Linked DNA regions of Mus musculus: regions 2 and 3 are each linked to region 1. A link is a contact called in public Hi-C and HiChIP or PLAC-seq data. All regions are on one chromosome and are shown on one strand. The core of a region is the stretch at or near the end of the contact, and the rest is flanking DNA. Distances in the headings are between cores, read along the strand shown.

Evidence for each region. Hi-C and Micro-C count contacts between places; a contact is called where the count stands out from the background. HiChIP or PLAC-seq counts read pairs in DNA pulled down with a chosen protein or histone mark.
Region 2: a Hi-C map of liver shows a contact between it and region 1, with 2.9 times the contacts expected there. The contact joins two enhancer-like sites. A contact is called at or near these places in 5 of 484 Hi-C or Micro-C datasets (Th1 cells, liver, muscle stem cells and 2 more) and 1 of 115 datasets of contacts at active chromatin or transcription factors (embryonic stem cells).
Region 3: an H3K4me3 HiChIP or PLAC-seq map of bone marrow-derived macrophages shows a contact between it and region 1, with 2.6 times the contacts expected there. The contact joins two enhancer-like sites. A contact is called at or near these places in 1 of 15 datasets of contacts at CTCF or cohesin (the NIH/3T3 cell line), 11 of 484 Hi-C or Micro-C datasets (the C2C12 cell line, Th1 cells, cortical neurons and 7 more), 12 of 115 datasets of contacts at active chromatin or transcription factors (bone marrow-derived macrophages, embryonic fibroblasts, embryonic limb bud and 5 more) and 2 of 9 other capture datasets (adipose tissue and liver).

The regions. Positions count from the first base shown.
Region 1 is chr10:68,247,784-68,250,985 of GRCm38.p6, forward strand. All of the region lies in intron 2 of Arid5b (AT rich interactive domain 5B (MRF1-like)), which reads right to left. Among named protein-coding and RNA genes, the nearest start is that of Arid5b, 29 kb to the right of the region's middle. Within about 2 kb of position 1,883, at least 207 of the 459 cell types and tissues checked have an H3K27ac peak or open chromatin away from gene starts, as enhancers often do. A contact at or near this core is called in bone marrow-derived macrophages, liver, muscle stem cells and 1 more, where this site is marked.
Region 2 is chr10:68,353,590-68,356,450 of GRCm38.p6, forward strand. No RefSeq gene overlaps it. Among named protein-coding and RNA genes, the nearest start is that of Gm32748, 15 kb to the left of the region's middle. Within about 2 kb of position 1,337, at least 118 of the 459 cell types and tissues checked have an H3K27ac peak or open chromatin away from gene starts, as enhancers often do. A contact at or near this core is called in liver, muscle stem cells and uterus, where this site is marked.
Region 3 is chr10:68,140,336-68,143,604 of GRCm38.p6, forward strand. All of the region lies in intron 4 of Arid5b (AT rich interactive domain 5B (MRF1-like)), which reads right to left. Among named protein-coding and RNA genes, the nearest start is that of Gm51770, 9.1 kb to the right of the region's middle. Within about 2 kb of position 1,381, at least 21 of the 459 cell types and tissues checked have an H3K27ac peak or open chromatin away from gene starts, as enhancers often do. A contact at or near this core is called in bone marrow-derived macrophages, where this site is marked.

The sequences.
Region 1 (3,202 bases), core at 633-3,132:
TTAAGGTAAGAGGTAAATTTTGCTTTTCCTTGTCTGGTTCAGGACTGCTTCTGAGAAAAAGAAGGTTGTTAAAAAGAACAGTCACAAGAACTCTCTCAAGAATGGAACACAAGACTGGGTAACGGGATCCCCTCTCTTATCTTGATCAAATATGAACTTCTCGTAAAGGCAGACAAAGTGGAAATTGTGTTTTGTCCTCTTCTCAAGAAAATACCTGAAGACTTTATAAGCTGTGGGGCACATTTAAAAAAAAATGTCATTTGCAGGAGCTGATTTCACCCACAATCAACTCTACTATTTCATCAACTTCTTGAAATAGAAGACCTCTGCTCGTCCTGCATTTATAGCTATTACATGATGATTATGAAATGTCAGAATTAAAAAAAAATCCAGGCTGGGTATTGTTTCAAAGCATATGGGGACAGCTTCTGGGATGGAGGAGGGAGCATACCAGGGAAAGCATTTAGAATGTTCTGGAAAATAATTAAGTATCATGGTATATTAGTCTCCACATGAACACAAATGGAATTTGGCAACATTTTGACCAAATAAGGCTTCCTAGAATAGACAACTTTGGAGATGAGTGTTATTCTCAAATAGATCAAATGATTATTATCATTTCAATTACCAGTTGCTTCAGATCTTTTCCGAGAAACGACATGACTAGACCTGGCTGGAGTACAGCAGCCGCCGAACAAATAGTTTATTAACCAAGAGAAAAATACAATCCTTATGATGTCATTAATGAATAAACTTGTCTTTCAAGATTATCTCTCTAGATTCGCCCTGGACTCTCCCTTCACTCACTTAGACACACATACACACACACACACACACACACACACACACACACAGAGGCAGGGGCAGGAATTCACACAGACATATAAATCAAAAACCTGGCTTGGGGTTAATTGTGAACACAGCCTTCCTTGTGTTTTACTGTGGATTTAGAGAGAGGGCATCTCTTCACCATTGTTAAAAGTGAGGAAATCTGATAAGAGCTGGAAACAGCACACAACTCTCTGAAACAAAACGACCCACGTGTATGTGAAAAATGTGTCGGGAAGCCTTCCTCTGAGCACACAATGGCATCTGTCACATGTTCATACTTATTATTCTGAGTCAGGGCTGACTAACTTTCTCATAGTGCCCGTTCTTGGGCAAGTCTCTCTGTGTCTATGAAAAGAATTCCAATAAGCTCATGCCATGATTCCATGAGCTCTCAGCAAACTGAGAATTAGTGCTGAATAAATACTGAATAAATATCCCCGATTCACTCACAGACAACGCAGAAGGATCACAAAGAAATACACGTTGTTATTTTGTTAATGGACCCTGACTTTTCAATTAACCCAGAGTTTAATCAATAGCTATGTAGGACATGTTAAGACGCTCACTAGCTCCTTTTCCTCTTCACCATTGCTTTAAACTGTTTCCGTAATTAGGATTTGATTTCTACCACTGTACAAAAAAAAAAAAAAAAAAAAAACAAAAAAACAAAAAAAACAGTTCACTGGAGCACGAATTCTCTAAGTCAGAAAAGATAATCCAGGCCAGAAGTCACAAAGCAGCCAACCCCCAAGGCCCTTCCGCATGTGATAAAGGTTGGAAAATTTACACACAACACAAAAACCTAGACTTCAATCTTTTCTTATAAAACAAAACAAGGAAGGAGATGAAAAAAAAAAAAAAAAAAAAAGGAACAAGCAAGACCAAAACCAGCAACTGAAACCACCAGAAAGCAAACAGCACATGCTTTCTTTCTTTCTTTCAAGATGTGAAATCCCCTCTAGGCTAAGAGTTTCATCCAGGTCAGGTCCCTAGCCTGCTCGGTTGGGTGCTGACACCAGCTATTTCAGTGGACTCATCTTGATTTGATCCATCTCCTTTTGTGTACCCGACGAGGGCCCCGAAGGACAGTGACACACCCTAGTGCTGAGTCACTACCAGGCTCCGATGGCAATCTAGGATTCCTATGTAGGTGACTTTGCAGCCTGGGTGCCGGGGTTCAAATCCCAGGCCTGGACTTTGTTGCTATGAAACAGGAAGCAACTTCTCTAACCTTCTTGGGCTGCAACTATTTGACAGGTATTTTCTTTAAAAGGATTATGATATCAGCTGCAGGCTACAGTCATGGCTAGGATTCACTGGGTCGGCACAAAAGGTTTATCAGAGTTAGCCATGTGCTGCCTTTATGTTTTCTAGAGTGTGATACGCTGCGATGGATTTAGATGATTCTCAGAAAAACACAGACACACACACACACACACACAATCACACACACACACATCTGCAGGAGTGTATGTACCCACCTACAATGCATGTATCATTGGAAACAAGGGGTAAGGACATAAAGAATGTCAATGAGGCTCACTTATGTATTGATTAATGGCAAAGTCAAGGGATATGTGTGCATGTATATTATGTGTGTAGGCATATTATATATGTGTACACAACAGATACAATTAAGGAAAATGTATTACATATATCACATAATTCCTGGCTTAACTATTTTGTGGTTATTTGAATGACTGGAAACAGAGTTTATTTTTTCTAGTTGTATGAAATATAGAGAGTTGCTTCTTTAAATAAATTTAATTTTTAAAAAGGATCAATTTGAACCAAGTCATGGAGCAAAACCAGAGGACATGTGGACACAGGAAAAAAAAAAAAAAAACCCAAGACAGGAAGACAGGATAGTTAGAAGACGACTAAAATACAGCTCAGTCCATTGTAGCTGAGATTCTCAAAGGACAGTCCAGGAGTCCTTGGGAACGCCTGGATCACTCCAGGGGATACACAAGGCCCAATCAAAAATCAAAATTCATGAAGTTACTATTGGATTTTTTTTCACTCATCCTCCATCAAGAGCACAGAAGGGTTTTCCTGAGCCCTCAGCTCACGGCAGGCACCGCGTTGGAGTGAGGATGGAAGCAGGTACCAGATTTCACACTACGAAGCTAGACAGTAAAGAGATTTACAGAATCTATACGACTGTGTAGCCATTCTCATTAATCTATTAGTACTTGAGAATGTATTTCATCACCTATGACTTCCATGAAAATGTTACATGTTCACAAAGTTCTTCACCAACCCTTATAGCCACCGATACTGTTATTGCCAGACAAGAAATGTTCCTTTTAAAAACACGTCAAAAGGCCCTCATATTTCTTGGTCATGACCCCTCTCCCACCAACTTCCA
Region 2 (2,861 bases), core at 87-2,586, 110 kb after region 1:
CATGGCTTACAACTCTTTTTAAAAGATGTAAGTTTCACGACTCCCTGTACACCAAAGAACAACTTCATTTCATATTCCTTCTGGAGTGTCTTGACTGTAGCCATTAGCAATCCATCCTCCGTTTTCCTAGCCCGTATTTTCTTACAGCCTCGCCGAGAGACGCCGAGTTTTTGACCCAGTGTGAGAAAATATTAAGATGGTTCTGAGATTTCATCACCCGACGAAAATAAGGAATCCCCAAACTGCAGGGTCATGGATGGACTTTGGGGCTCGGGTTTCCAGAGGGGTCAGATTTCCCCTGGCTCCTCAAGTCTAGTGGAGAGAGGCTGGGTCTGAAGCAGTATCGGTTTTTCTGGCACCAGAACCACGGCTGAACACTAATGCGTTTAACAGTTGGACTTATTTTTAATCTACTGTATTAGGGAGCGCAAATTTAATCAAGAACAAAATGTTACCGACGGTGTTTTTGTTTCTGCGCATGCATACATTCCCAGTGCTGTCTCCGGTTCTCTTGAGCTACAAGCTCTCTGACTTATTTCATAACATTAGATTTTTTTTTTTTTAAGTGCCAATGTTTGTGGAGGGTGAAGAAGGAGAGAAATAAGGAGCTGGAGACGCCCCCCCCCCATCATTAAAGAAATAATTGCAGTACAGATTTTTTAACAATTGCTCTCCCTGCAGTGAATGTTGTTATGGACGGAGCTAATAAATGTCTTCAACCATTACTGCTGGGATACACTTTTGGCTTATTTTTCTGCCATTGGGAGGCATGGCTGGGTTGAGACATTCGGTTTTTTTTTTTTTAGCTCCCCCCCCCACCCCCCCCCCCCCCCCCGCCAACACCACCCCCCCTTAATCAAAGAAAGAGATCTTATCTCCCTAGCCAGCCTAGCTTACCCCCTCCCTCTGCCCTCCTCCCTGGATGCCTAGTTTACTGAAACCTGACTTGCAGGTCAGGGAACTGGTAACAGATTAATTTTACTCAAAGAGGAACACTAAGTATTTTGGCTGGGACACATGAGAATCCTGTTATAATATTACCATTTTCCCCTTTCTAAATTAAATATTAGGAAAAATTAAGCCAAGTAGTGGCCCACGCTACAGTGGAAAGTATTTCTCTCACAAACACGGGGAGATAAATGCTTGTGTGAGTGAAGGCACAATAAATACACATTATGTTAAAAAACCTAAGATTATGCAGGTTTTAGAGTTATAGCTAAAAGTGGTTTAGTGTTTCATGCCTAATAATAGATTACGCCTATCATATTTCCAACCTTCATTTCTCCTCCCTTTGAAGTCCAGCCATATAAAGGTTGTTTGTTGAACCACACTAAAGTTAAAGCAAACATTACTTAGGGTGATTCATACTGGCAAGAATTTGCAATGAAGGCAGTGGTGTGTGTGTGTGTGTGTGTGTGTGTGTGTGTGTGTGTGTGTGGTGTGCCTGAGTCAAAGGAAATGAAATGTTTGTAATATTTTTTTTCGGTTGATAAATTTATTAAAACATTCTAGAAGCTTCTAAGGGAAGCAGGGCTGACATACATAGACTCTCTGCAAACAGATTACACCCGGGGCCCCGTGGGGGAGGCAGACCTTAAAAGAGGGAAAAATTCTCTGGATTTCAGAAATTGCCACCAGGTCACAGCAATACTTAATTAACTGAATCCATTAACAGAAGGCTGTAACCTAGTTGTTAAGAAGAAGGAAAAAACAAAAGACAAAAAAAACCACACACACACACACACAAAAACAAAACAAAACAAAACAAAACAAAACAAAAAACCAAGAAAACAAAAAACAAAAAGAAAGAAAGAAAAGGAAGAGCAAAGTTAGGGAGTAGCTAGATTCATTTACTCCTCTGTTCTGTGCTTAGGATTAGCCTTTCAGAATGAGCAACCTGATTTTTTTTTTTTTAAAGGATCCATTTACCTTCCAGGCCTTTTCATAGCAAAACATTTTGTAGGGTTGCAAAAGAGATTAATTTGTTGCCAGTTGCTCCATACTGGCAGGGTTTCTGAATAAAGAATGTAAGCAATCTATCTTTGTTTGTAAGATATAATTAATCTGGCAGTTAAAATTCTTTGGAAACATTCTGATGACTTATGTGGAAAAGTGGAGCAAAGATTTCAAAGAAAAACTCAGAACTGTGTGCAGGGGAAGATAAAAGATATATGAAGTGTTTGTTCTAAGCGATACTATTCATTTACAGATCATAACGTAGCCCCACCCTGGCAATTATTCTGGAAAACAAGACAAATCTTTGTCTAGAGCCTTCTGACGGCGGTCTTGATTTGACAAACAAAATAAGCACATTACTGTTGTACTCTAATAGACTGCAAGCTGTTTTATTAGAGTCAGCTGAATCCTGTTTTGCATAAAAAAGAACACTGTTTGCTATGGAGAACACATTTATGTTAATAGGACTTTGACAAAGTAAAATAAAATCGCATTAAGATGCTGCAAAGAGATAAGACAATGAAATCTCCGGGAGAGAGAGAGAGTTTTGGCACACACTAATTACAGTCACGTCCCTGCAGGAAAAGAATATATTTTTACACCAACTATCCATGTGTTTGAAAATGCAGAGAGCTTAAAGCATAATTCCTGGTCTCGGCATTTCCTGGATGCGTCAGGCCCCGTGTGTCACTAAGGTGGTGACTGTTTTAAAGGAGTCTATCTGATAAATCCCACTTTCATTTTCAGCAGCAAAGGCAGGTTTCTTTCTGAATGTGAGCGAGCCTGCCATCATCCTGCTTAGTTTGAAGGGACTTTCCAATATAGGGCCGCTGAAAACAAGGTTTTAGATTACATGGTAATTTAGGAATGCATGAAAAGTGAAGCAGTTACCATAATAGGGTTCT
Region 3 (3,269 bases), core at 131-2,630, 110 kb before region 1:
AGTTACTGGCAAGGCTCAAGCTTTTGGCTTAAATGTTGCTTACACACACACACACACACACACACACACACACACACACACACACACACACCCGCTGGGCTCTTCCTGTCATGGCCGTCATTTTTATTTATTTATTTTTTAATACCATTTATGATCTTGGAAATCCTACAAAGACAAACAGCTCTAAAAGCTGGATTGACTCATCGGCAAGCTAACAACCCGTTCTTCCCATTTTGGAGAGGTCTCTTCTCCCTGGCGACCACGCTACATATTCATTAGAGAAGTTCTTTGTGTCTACTGATAGCATAAAGGGTCTTACTTGCTGGGAGAGCCTGGAAATAGAGAAATGGAAAAAACAAACAAACATCATCTTCCTAAGAGTTGACTGTGTGTGTGTGTGTGTGTGTGTGTGTGTGTGTGTGTGTCTACAGGAGGTGAGTGGAGCATTAAGTCATTGAATTTTCAAACTGTGTGTATTTTAAATATGAGCCAGAAAGCAAACCCCTTGTTCCTGGTGATAGGTTACATTTCTGTAATGCCTTTCCTCTGAGGACAGTGAAGTTCTGGGAATTTTTCTTTATAGACAATAATCTTAAAATACCCTGGCATGTTTCAACATGGAGTATTGCTCTTTCTTGGGGGGTGGGGGGGGGAAGAGAGAAAAAAGAAATCTACCCTAATTTAGTTATCATTTACCACGTTCTATTTTCAATGTTTCCCTTTTGACTATTTAGAAACTTCCTCTTTCCGTCTAGCAAGAATGGGATGAATGTTTTTAGTTATTAATGTATGAGTCAAAGATTTACAAAGTGAGAATGGCAGAAGGCTTGATCAAAGCCACTCCTAAAATTTATGGGTGTAATAAAAGAAAGGCATTTTGCAGATAATCTCTTACAGAATTCCAGTTTTTAAATACTTGGGGGTAAAAAAAAATACAAACCCCAAAATCCAAAAAACAGCCTAAAAGCTCTCAGCCCTTTTGGTGGCTTTGCACCAAGCCAACATTTTAACATAAGAATTCATAAATGATTCCCTGAGATTTTAAATTCAAAACCCAGTGTCGGTCCGGGATGGCATGTTTGTAGCCAATATGTATTTACATGGTTGAAGCTTTCTGTGAATTCACAAAGCATGATTCCCACATAAGTTAAGACTCTGAGTTTATTTTTATTCTGTTTTTCTATAAACAGTCCTCCCCACCCAACAGAAAACATTGGAGAGGCACATGTATTGCCTGATCTGTGAGAGCCCACGGTCACTGACAGGTCCAACTTGGTCTTCTGGAAGCACTCTAACAGTAATTGATGGACAGCGAGCAGTAGAGACAGCCACACAACATTTGCAAGGACTTGGTAGTTGCGCTGACAATTCTTCTTAAAAATCTATTCACTCAAATAAAAGTATTAGAAAGAGGAACCCAGAGATAAGGACCCAGATTCTAGGGCCAGATTTTTTTTTTTTTTTTTTTGGTTTTTCGAGACAGGGTTTCTCTGTATAGCTCTGGCTGTCCTGGAACTCACTTTGTAGACCAGGCTGGCCTCGAATATCATACCTTGATGAACAACCGCAAGTCACATGCCCAGGATGAATTGTCACGTGGTCACACTAAGCATTACTGGTCTTCTGGAGAACTGGGCTATGAGTTCCTAGGTGCTATAGCCCAAGCCCCACTTCTGCTGCTGCTGGTACCACTCACTACAATTTAGCATTTCCACTGAACCACAGGTTCCTCACCGGATCCATGCTCTTCTGCTTTCCCAAAGGACAAGCAGTTCTTTTATTAGAAAGAGGTTGATAAATAAATAAATTAATAAATAAATAAGAAGATGGTATTATGCGACCCAGATCACTTTGGCTGTGTCAAAAAGTCACTCCGATTACTACCTGTCACTAATGAGAGTATATGACCAGGCTCCCTCTAACTAGGTGGAATGGGCAGCTCAAATCCCAAACAGCCGTGGACTTCAACTGACTGCTCAACAAACCATGTAAATAAACACCCTTGCGATATCATCCAAAACATGCCCGTCTTACTCACTCCTGGTTAACACTCCTGAATGCTGGGGCATTGTTAATGCCTCTGATCAACGGATTAGTAAATTCACAGGCATGCAATATGTGTAGTTCTTTCCTGATACACCCTCTTTCTTTCTCTCTCTCTCTTTCTCTCTCTCTCCCTCCCTCTGTCTCTGTCTCTGTCTCTGTCTCTGTCTCTGTCTCTGTCTCTGTCTGCCCGAGGTCTTCATTTCTCGGAAACACTTAAAAACACAGATTATTTCCCTCTGGCCCTTCCCCCACCAAGCTCATTTGTATTGCTAATTGGTTTGAGAGCATGTGACTCCAGTGTACTCCTGCATTAAAAACAAGCAAGCCTTCTCTGTAGTCAGGGCTTATCATAAGAAATAAGCTGATTTCTAGCCTTGTTTCCCTGGGAGACAGAAATGATCAAATACAATCCCGAAATGATTTAGATTCATAGTGTGGATTCTCCAGTCCCTAAGGGTACTCTATAGAAGGATGCTCACAGGACACAGTCGAAGAAGAAAGAGATGGTAGAAGCTTCTGACCATCTTTACAGGAAGCCAGAGAAGCCCTGAGATCTACCTGGGTATAGAGCTAGGAAGAGATTCTGGGCTGTTAGAGGATAGGCCCTTTAGAAGAAGGTTTTGGAAACAGGAAAGGCATTTGAAATCCAGACCATGGTCTCACATCCTCCCTCTGATCTGCATTGGCCAGTCAGAGGTCCTTGAAAGGATCAGACTCTTGGTGGAGGACCCTGTGGGCACTTTCAGGGGTGGTGGGCATGTCCCATAGATGTTGGGAAATGTATTCAACTCTCAGGTAACAGGTAATTCACCAAGGCCTGGATGGATGTGACCCAGGCCCTTGGTTTTCCACCACGAACAACGTGTTGGTTTTTCAGCCATGACAAAAGAGTATCACAAGTGGCTCCAACCTATGTAATCACATGTACTCAAAACTGTCCTTCCCTCCCTCCAGGGATCTGGTGGGGCATTTCCAGACCTATGACAGCCTGGATTTCCCAGGGGAGAAAATCACACACACACACACACACACACACACACACACACACACACACACACACACACACACACACACATACACACACACACAGAGAGTTAGAAAAATATGCTATTTCAACTCTGCTTTGCACTTTTTCTAAGAAGTCAGTTCTTGCCCATCTTCAGAAAAACATTAAGCAAATGCAGACTTAGCTTGTCTTGGCATGTTACCATTAACAAGGATGA